Linked DNA regions of Pan troglodytes: region 2 is linked to region 1. A link is a contact called in public Hi-C data. All regions are on one chromosome and are shown on one strand. Each heading gives the region's core, a stretch centred on a gene start, on an enhancer-like site or on the middle of the called end of the contact. The rest is flanking DNA. Distances are from core to core; before and after follow the strand shown.

What was found. Hi-C and Micro-C count contacts between places; a contact is called where the count stands out from the background.
Region 2: a contact with region 1 is called in a Hi-C map of stem cell-derived neural progenitor cells, with 5 times the contacts expected there. The contact joins the promoter of PSMD1 here to the enhancer-like site in region 1. A contact is called at or near these places in 1 of 7 Hi-C or Micro-C datasets (stem cell-derived neural progenitor cells) and 1 of 1 datasets of contacts at active chromatin or transcription factors (stem cell-derived excitatory neurons).

Annotation. Positions count from the first base shown.
Region 1 is chr13:133,145,108-133,150,165 of NHGRI_mPanTro3-v2.0_pri, reverse strand. No RefSeq gene overlaps it. Among named protein-coding and RNA genes, the nearest start is that of ITM2C, 36 kb to the right of the region's middle. Within about 2 kb of position 3,080, at least 8 of the 24 cell types and tissues checked have an H3K27ac peak or open chromatin away from gene starts, as enhancers often do. A contact at or near this core is called in stem cell-derived neural progenitor cells, where this site is marked.
Region 2 is chr13:133,302,742-133,307,526 of NHGRI_mPanTro3-v2.0_pri, reverse strand. It overlaps PSMD1 (proteasome 26S subunit, non-ATPase 1), which reads right to left and starts at 1,748. Exons shown (of 25, transcript NM_001246549.1): 1 at 1,610-1,748. The coding sequence starts at 1,625.

The DNA.
Region 1 (5,058 bases), core at 1,831-4,330:
TGGCTGATACTGGACACCCCTTCAAACCCAGCCGCCCTGCCCCAGGAGCTATGCTTTGGGAAGGGATGGCCGAGTGTGACATGATAACTAAGAAGAGTCTTAAGCCTGAACCTCAACCACCAAGGGCATCCCAGCGTCTGGGGCAGCAGCGTCCCTCCTTGAGACACCAAGCTGCAACAGTGACACCTTGTGACAGCTTGGAGAAACAGCAGCAGGGGCTGATGGAACCCTGGCTCTCCTCCCTCAGGTGTGGAAGCAAAGGAGGTCCCTGGGGTCTTTGAGTAATTTGGGGGCAAGTCTTCTGCCTAAAAGACACATAGGGAAAAATAAATTAAGCAATTAAAGAAATTTGACCATTTTGTAATCTAAGTTGGTGAAGTAGGTCATACCAGTTTCACCATCATCGTCTTATATGATATTTTATTACTATTACTGCCTCCTGGCATGTATCTATGTAGTAAGTTCCACTATCAGAGGATGACCTTACCTACCTTTATGGTTTTGTTTTTGTTTTTGTTTTGTTTTTGAGACAGAGTCTTGCTCTGTTGCCCAGGTTGGAGAGCAGTGGTGCTATCTCAGCTCATGGCAACCTCCGCCTCTCGGGTTCAAGTGATTCTCCTGCCTCAGCCTCCCGAATAGCTGGGACTACAGGCACCTGCCACCATGCCCGGCTAATTTTTTGTATTTTTAATAGAGATGGAGTTTCACCCTGTTGGCCAGGCTGGGCTCAAACTCCTGGGCTTGAGTGATCCTCCCACCTTGGCCTCCCAAAATGCTGGGACTACGGGCGTGAACCACTGCACCCAGCTCCCTAACCTTATGTTATAAAAGTTCTTATGAAAGTACTTGGGGTCATCTAATTGTCACCCAATCAAGCATCTCCAAGGCCCAACCACTCCCAGCAGATTCTGCCTTTGACACGATTGTGAATTCCTTTTCCCAATTCCTAATCCCCTCCTGTGGTATCCCCTGTCCCCACCATTGCAAACTACCACCCTTCTTCCAGCTCGCAGCCATCTCTCTCCTCCTGCTCTTCATCACCTGCTCTTAGGGGTCAGTTGCCTCTGGTATAACTTCTTGGCCAGGGTTGTTCCTCCAAGGACTATATACATTGAAACTGGGAGCAAAGCTGTAGTTCAAACCAAGAGACAAATGCTTTTATAAATACTGTATCTCCAGTGACTCTGAAATTGCAGCAAACAGGCTGCACAGGTGGGGTCCAGCACCGACTTCCCAAGGCTGCACTGCATCTGAAACCAACAAAACCAGGTGAGTGGGTGGCATAAGGGAAGGAGCACTCCCTTGGCAGGATGGGGCTGGGGGGTGTTTCCGGTTGCTGTGCATTACCATCCATCTCCTTCACCCCTGGCCTTCAGGGAAGTCTCCCACCAGTTCTCCCTGGAGTCAGTTGTCCTTTATTGGAGAAAGGAAGGGGGAAGATGCTCCCTGTGGGCTCAGATACACGTGGAGGACAGTTCCTGTAGGACTCAGGGCTCAGAGGAGAATTTGGCAGTTTCCAGGACTATGATGGGAGATGATAGGGTTCCCACCGAATGTGGGATAAAATCACAAGCCCTTCTGCTTGGAGATTTAAAAAGGGGGGGGTGACCCCATAAAACTGGAGGAGTTGGGGCTAGAAACAGGTCTGTAACAAGACCTTGGCTTGAAGGGAACTATTGTGCAGACGTGGAAGCTGAGGCCCACGGGGGCATGAGCAGCACCAGCTCTCTGATGCCCTTGTAAGTGATTTTTGCATGGCACCCCATGCTAACCCCCACTCTGGGTCTCTGTGTCCTGGCCCACTGTACCCACTCCAAAATCCTCTCAGGGCTCTTCAGAGATCCTGAGCCATCAAGGGGCGACCCATCTGCTCCCCAGTAGGGGCTGTCACAAGCCCACCCACTGGCTTCCACTACTCAATTGCACCTGGTCGAGAACAGGCTTATTCTCTCCTTGTCTGTTACACCTCATTTGGTCCTCCCTTGCACTGGTGTCCTAAGTAGAAATGCTCCTTCTTAATCACCTCTCACAGCAAGGTCTCGTGGCTCCCGTCCACCCTGTGTGCCTGGCACAGGCTGGGTGCAGAGCAGAGCTGATAAATACCTGGTGATTGACAGCTGCAGTCATCACCACTGCCCCAGCCCTCGCTTCAGACCAGGAAGCAACTGCAGGCTCAAAGACCCTGGGTCCTGGCCCCATAGCACCAGCTAATAATAACAGACAGCTAGGGGCTTGCTCCAAGCCCCTTATACCTGGCTGTGTGCAGAAGCCCTCTGGTAGGATTGATGATAATGCCGGGGTGCCTGGTGTGCCCCAATCACCAGTTAAGAAGATTCTCATATTTCTCTTAAGGTTCAAATAACAACTTTAAGTCCCTCAATATTATGAGAAGGGGCACTTGCAACTTAGATAAAATTTCCAGTGATAGCATCATGCGGGGATTTAAAAAGTGCTGAATCTCTGTAACTGAGAGGAGAGGGAGGTGACGTACCCTGAAAGTCACCGGTGACTCAAACCGTGGCTCAGGGGTGATGATGAGACAGACACTCAAGATGCTGGTGACAGGTTGAGATGAAAAAATGTTCCATGAAATGTGAAAGTGGAAAGGAGTTACCTTCTGTGGAATTAAAAGATGTCTTTAAAACCAAATGCATTAACTCTTACAGGAGACATTTAAACAATTACAGGCACACCCCTAATAGTTTGTATATTCAAGCTGGATCTTCTCACTTGGAAAAACGATCTCTTTTGTATGCGCATCTTCCTAATGGCCCACTGGGAGATGCCGTATACTCAGGGGTGCCCTGGGTTTGGGCATAGATGATGTACACCCCTAGTTCCTGGTGAAACCCACGTCTGGGTGAATGGAGCAAATCCAGATCCTTCTAATGGGATAGGGAAGCACACTGGCTCCTGTTACCTGTCACTGAGTGATCCAAAGGACCAAGGCCAGGGACCCTTGCACCAAACTGTGCTGTCAGATTCTGTCTGCCAGCGGGGGAGCCCAGGGAAGCCCAGGGCCGCTGCAGTCACCTCCAGGCAGTGCACGTTGCTCAGCAACCTCTTTGCAACTGTGAGCTGCTCCACATCCCTGCGAAGAGCCTTCTTTTGCTTGAATTAGCTGGAGCTGGTTTCTCTTGCAGGGAACAAAGAAGCTTCCTGTTAGCAAAATGAAGTTTCCTGCTTCAGCAAGAGAAAGGCTCCTTATGGGGAGATGGGAGAGGGGAGTGGGAAGACAGAGGCCCTGGGTATGGGTGCTTGGAGATTCTCTCTTTCCTGGGGGTGGAGGGGGAAAGGGAGAGGGAGATTGTATGGCCAGACCTCTTCCACAGCCTTAAAACAGGGGTGTAAGCCCTTTTGACAATTTCACTTGAATTCCCTGGGAAATACCAGGTTAGGGTGTTTTCTTGGATGAAAACTCGGGTGGTGCAGGCAGCAAAGCCCATCATCGACGGTCCCAGGGAGCCACGTGCAGATTCTTCCCTTTCCTGCAGTGTGCCCTGGCCTGCAAGGCCCTGTCTAAGGACGCTGGGGTGGACTGAGGCTGCCACAGGAGGGCATGGAGGGTATGGAGGAAACAGGAAAGCTGCTTGATTCATCGGCATCTGACAAAGTGTTCTGTCTACACCATGCCTGCCGCAGGAGGCACCTGGTCAGATGTTGGCCCTTGCTGCCCACTAAAGGTCAAAGAGGTGATGGGGATCCCCCTTCCCCACATCATCCCAGGAATTCTCTGACTGTCCTTGGGTCTCTCTGGGAAGACTTCTCGGAGCCCCCGGCCCCAGTTGGGGGTCCCTCCTCTGTGATCCCATGGCACCCTAACTTTCCACAAGGAACTGGGGTGAGTGAGGGTCTCTTGAGTGCAGGGAGCTCATTCAGGTTTATTATGGAAGCTGGGTGACAGTGATGGTTGCATGGTTGCACAACTTTATAAATTTTCTAAAAATTACTGAATTGTTAAACAAGAAAGAAGGAAACAAAAGCTGTTTTGTTGAAGGATGTACATGGAAATAAAGAAGACAGGACTCTCAGCTCTGTGCAAGCCTGCCCGGGTCCCAGGACCGGCTCACAGCAAGACCTCCCGGGAGGTCCCCATGGGGCCTGGAACACGGCTCAGGTTTGGAAGGGCTTGAGGGTCCAGGGAAGTCTATTGGCTCTGCTCTATCCTTCCTGCCTTTCAGTCTCTGTCTCCTACCACCATTGTCCCAGCTGGCGGCCACTATCTCTGCTGGCCTCTCCACCCGTGTCCATCACTGGCAGCCTGAGGATGGGCTACCTGTGAATCACGTGCTCCTCCCTGGTCCAATCAACCACGGCGGAGGAGATGGGGCCATGTGAGATGCCGCCTATGGGGCCGCCTGGAGCTGCTACCTTCAGCAGGGGCCTGGCAGGTGCTCTGAGGCTTTGTGTGTTTTTCTCCACCTCTGTGCCAGGAGGCTGCTGCCCTTCAAGTCTTGTGGGGACACAGTCATGTCCATTCACACTGTCTGCAGTGGCTGCTTTGGAGCTACAGCAGACCACGGTAGTTATGACAGAGACTGTATGGTTTGTAAAACTGAAAACACTTGTGATCTAGCCCTTTGCAAAAAAATTTCCCTAATGCCTGCTCTGAACTATAAACTCTTCAGGGAAGGGACTAGGTCTTGTTCATCTCTGGATCTTCAAAACTTAGCAGAGTGTCAGACACATAGTAGAAGCTCAATAAATTGTAGGAGCTCAATTAAATAGATAAATAGATGGAGTCTGGGCTGAATCTGTGCAGTCTATGTCCTTTACTTTAAAAAGAGGCTTCCCGGCTGGGTGCAGTGACTCACACCTGTAAGCACTTTGGGAGGCCAAGGTAGTAGGATCGCGTGAGCTCAGGAGTTTGAGACCAGCCTGGGCAATGTAGTGAGACCTTGTCTCTATTAAAAAAAATAATAATAATAATAACTGGGTGTGGTGGTGTGCTTGTCATCCCAGCTACTTGGGGGGCTGAGGTGGGAGGATTGCATGAGCTCGGGAGGTTGAGGCTGCAATGAGCTGTGATCCTGCCACTGGACCCCAACCTGGGTGACA
Region 2 (4,785 bases), core at 499-2,998, 160 kb before region 1:
GATTTTACTGTATGCCAGGGGTGTCCAACCTTTTGGCTCCCCTGGGCCACAATGGAAGAAGTGTCTTGGGGCATACATAAAATACACTAACACTAATGATAGCTAATGAGCTAAAAAAAAAAAAAAAAAAAAAGGTTTGTATATAATTTTCACCATGTCCACCACCACAGTAAGAAAAAAAGTCCTCGAATTCAAAGGGTTGGACACGGCTGCTCTAAACACAATGGAAGCACTGGTGGACTGTAAGCAAAGAAGAATTATGTGATTGAAGTTTTAAAAAGCATAGTCCACAAGAAAAACGGGCTGTACGGAGGTAATGGTCGAAAACAAAGCCTTAAGGCTGACATAGTAACCCAGACAAGAGATGAAGGTGGTTTGGGCCAAGTTAGAAGAAACATTGGTAATGGATGGATTTGAAATAGAATGAGGCCTCTAGGTGGCAAGAAACTGAGTGTTTATTTGATCTTTACAAAGCTCTGACTGGAAAAACTTCCTGATACTGAACTAAAATTCATCTCGCGATCACTTGTATCTCTTGGGGACAAAAAGTCTTATTTCAGGTACAAGTGACAGCTCTTCAAATGTTTGAAAGTAACTACGTCTCCCAGTATCTCCAACGATCTCCTTAACCAATCCTCATAAAAATAAAGTTTTGATCGCCTTACCATCCAGATTACTGTCTTCTGCTCACCAGTTTGTTTACAATAAAATGCTTTTTTTGTGGGTCAAGCACAGAGTAAGAAAATGAGAAAAGGGTATGTAAACAGGCAACGGAAAAAAGCACCAAGGCTCTGGACAGCTATATGCAAGTCAATCTGTAACGGGGAGCTTGTCTCCAATTGAAACTTGATCTCTGTAACTTACTCCATTGCAAATGTCACTACGTGAATCTACCTATGCAATGGTTTGCGCGTATGAAACCTGCTCCGCAGATCCATCCATTCTTTCTTGAATGTACAGTCAACAGACTGAGCACATAACCTCGAAAGGGTATAAGTAGGCTCTCAGTATAAAGGTATCTCCAGGGCGTCTTTAGGGTCTTCGCCGAACCCAAAAGTTCTCTGGGTGTTTTGAATGAACACCCTTGGATCGGACCCAGAAATGACCCACCTCAAACCTAATTTCGGGTTTCATTCTAAGGCGAATGGAGCTCAGCCACGTCCAGAAACACTTCTGTAGCAGTTAGGCTGCCTGATCAGGGGGGTTTGCCTTACTGTTCAATGGCACAGGGGCCCATCCCACCCCGGCCCCCTGCGGGCAAGAACTGGGGCTGGACGACCTCACACGGCCAAGAATGGCAGGCACAGAAAAAAGGGAAACCCTTCTGGGGTCAAGGGAAGGCCCAGGAAGCCCCTCGGGTCCTGGCGCTGGGGTGTGGTTGGGGAGGGATGCCGAGGCGGTCGACCCGGCTCGATTCCCTCAAGCCAGAGAAGCACGCAGTGACCTGATCAGACTCCCAGCCCCCCGGCCCGGGGGTGGGCCTTGGGCAGCAAGAAGCTGCCCAGGCCGGCGTTCCGCCGGGAGGCGCCCAGTCACCGGCCCTGACTCAGCTAAAAGCCGGCGCGGCGGCGGCTCCTCCCTCCAGGCGCTGGCTACGGGCCGCACTCACCGGCCGAGGTGATCATGGCTGCGCCCCTCACTCGCCCGTCGGCTCGCTCGCCGTTCCAGCTGCGCAGTGTATCTGTCAGCTCAGGGCCCGCTCAGTTCACCGCGCCTCCTTGCTCCCCGGGTGCGCTGCTCAGTCAGTCGCCTCCTCAGGCCGCCGGCTCGCTTCTCGCCAGGACCCCGCCCGCCCCGGGGCTGCCCGCCGCCCCGCCTGCCGCCCGGCGCGAATTCTCCCCTGGCCTGCGTCTTCTGCGCGGCGGTCTACTCCCCAGCCCTCGCGGAAGGGTACACGGAGAACACCATTGTTTTCTCTAAACCTCCTCGAGGTCAGGAGTCCCGCGTAATGGAACACTGGTCTGCACCTGAGGTCAGGCATTAGAATGGCCAGCCCTGCAAAGAGAGGACCCCACCATCACCCGCCATTGCTGAGAGAAAGGGTGTTGAAGGGAGGTGCGAGCATTGCGCGCAGTGCCACCTACTGGTGGGAGGTCTCGCTGCACCACATCTCCCACCAGATAATGCTTAGGGAATTGGGGCTGCCGCAAACAGCGTTTTTTTTTTTTCCAGAAAAGTGGCTTTCAATTGTTTTCTAAAGCAAAACCTATCATGAAAAAAAGAAAATCCCCATAGAAGTGCTTTATTATCATAATGAATCCACAAGTAATCATTGGCTTATTATAAAGTTGAACAATGAAGGTTTTTACTTACTTTTGGAAAAATGTCCAGTGTTGTCAATATATTAAAATGTGCAGTAGTTATATGGCGAAAGCCTTTCCAAGGGAGAAAAAATGTCTTCCATTCTTTCTTTCTATCTGCCCAGGTCCTCTTTTCCCCCGACGGCAGTGGGTTCTTCGTTTCTAATACATCTTCAGAAATTTGAAATGGCAGTTGCAATGGCCATTTGCAGTCTTATGCTAGCTTCAAGAAGTCAATTTATTTCAAGAGTCAGTACCGAGAAAGTCTTGACAAGGAATAGTGGCAAACGGTAGCATTTTTTTCAGCCACCGGCCTTGCACTATCAAGCTAAACTCTTCAATCGCACAGCGATGGCGAGTTCATTTCTATGGCCTTCTATGTAACCTAGGGGCACAATCAATGTCTTGTGGTTGCCAGTGAATTAAATATGCTTGATAACACATTTTGTTGTATCTGTGAGTTTTTTTGTTTAAATTAGAGTTCTTAAACTGTGGTTGTTTAAAATATATTAAATATAATTATTGAACATTTTTGAAGAGCCTGTGGCTCAGATTGAAAGGCAGGGCTCGAGAAGATGTGCATGCAAAGTAAACAGATTACTTGGGGTGTCATTCTACAGAGGCACTTCTTTTTTTTTTGTTTTTGAGATGGAGTGTCCCTCTGCCACCCAGGCTGGAGTGCAATGGCGCAATCTCGGCTCACTGCAACCTCCGCCTCCTGGGTTCAAGCGATTCTCCTGCCTCAGTCTCCCAAGTAGCTGGGACTACAGGTGTATGCCACCACACCTAGCTAATTTTTGTATTTTTAGTAGAGACGGGGTTTCACCATGTTAGCTAGGATGGTCTCGATCTCCTGACCTCATGATCCGCCCGCCTCGGCCTCCCAAGGTGCTGGGATTAAAGACGTGAGTCACTGCACCCGGCTCTACAGAGGCACTTCTACCAAGCCCCTCACATGAAGACAGTTGTATTCCCCAAACCCCTAGAGTAGTCACAAACAAATGCCAACAGGTAATGAAAATGAGTAAAGCAGGTCCAGCGAAAGAAAATACAAGCTCCACAGGATGGTGAATGGCAACTAACAGTGTCAAGGAGGCACTAGGGGGTGGTGGGGACAGTGATGAAGAGTGAATTCCTGGCCGGGCGCGGTGGCTCACGCCTGTAATCCCAGCACTTTGGGAGGCCGAGGTGGGCGGATCACCTGAGGTCAGGAGTTCGAGACCAAAGCCTGGCCAACATGATGAAACCCCGTCTCTACTAAAAACAAAAATTAGCCAGGTGTGGTGGCGGGCACCTGTAGTCCCAGCTACTCAGAAGGCTGAGGCAGAAGAATCGCTTGAACCCAGGAGGTGGAGGTTGCAGTGAGCCAAGATCACACCATTGCACTCCAGCCTGGCGACAGAGTGAGACTCCGTCTAAAAAGGAAAAAAAAAAAAAAGTGAGTGCCCCATCTAAAGAGAGCAACTGCTAAAGAGAGCAACTGCTACTCAGTTCCTGCCAAGAATGCAGGGTGACTGTTGGAAGTCGTGTTTTTTCTAAGAGAAGCCAGAAATCAGAATTTCATGCAACATCTCCAGAATTTTAAATGTTGGCTACTAATTCAACATGTTTTAAAACAGAGAGGTGGTCAACATGCCACCTCTGCTCTTCAAGGAGAAGGCATTCTGTATGAGAGGACAATCCTGTCTTCCACTTGGATGCTGTGTGTGTCATTGCCACAACCCCATGTGAGCCTCACGTGAACCTGTGAGATGGGCAAAAGGTAAGTAGCTTGGACACAGACATCAGACTTCTCCCCCCGGCAGGATTCTGTTCTCCCTCCTGAGTGACTGGCCCATGCCTGTGGCTTCTCCCTCTCCAGTCCATTCTGCATTCTTTAGCCAGAGCAATCTTTTCGAAACTCAACTCTGATTACTTCTGCTCCTTCAAATCTTCAGTCCCCATCTTGGATTCTATTTTTTTATGTGTCTTTCTTCTGTGTTTCTGTCCATGGCCTTCTTCTCACTCCCTGCATCCCCTGTAAGAGTGAAGTGCCATTGGCTGCTGTGCACAAGGTGGTGGCTCATAAAATGTGTCTCTACTGCCCTGCCCTTTCTCCTGAGCACAGACTCACACACTTCCTGGGCATCTCTGCTTGGCAGAGTCATAGGCTCCTTCAACTCAGTGACCTCAAAGTTGTGCACGCTGTTGTCGTCCCACAGTTGTGTGTTTCCTTCCTTGACCTCAGTGTGGGTGAAGGACATCCATCAGCCACTGCAACAGAAATCTGACTGTTCTCTTCTCCCACAACAGTCAGCACCAGATCTCCTCTTTAATCTCTCACACCGGCCTCTCCCATCCTCACTCCATTACCCAATAGTTGCCTCTCCTTTTTCTTTCCAGACCACGACAGCCTCCTACAGCCTTGACTTCCTGCTTACAGTCCCAGAAGGCTTCAGTCCACTCTTCACAGCCAGCCAGGAGCGTGATCAGACCCAACAGGAGC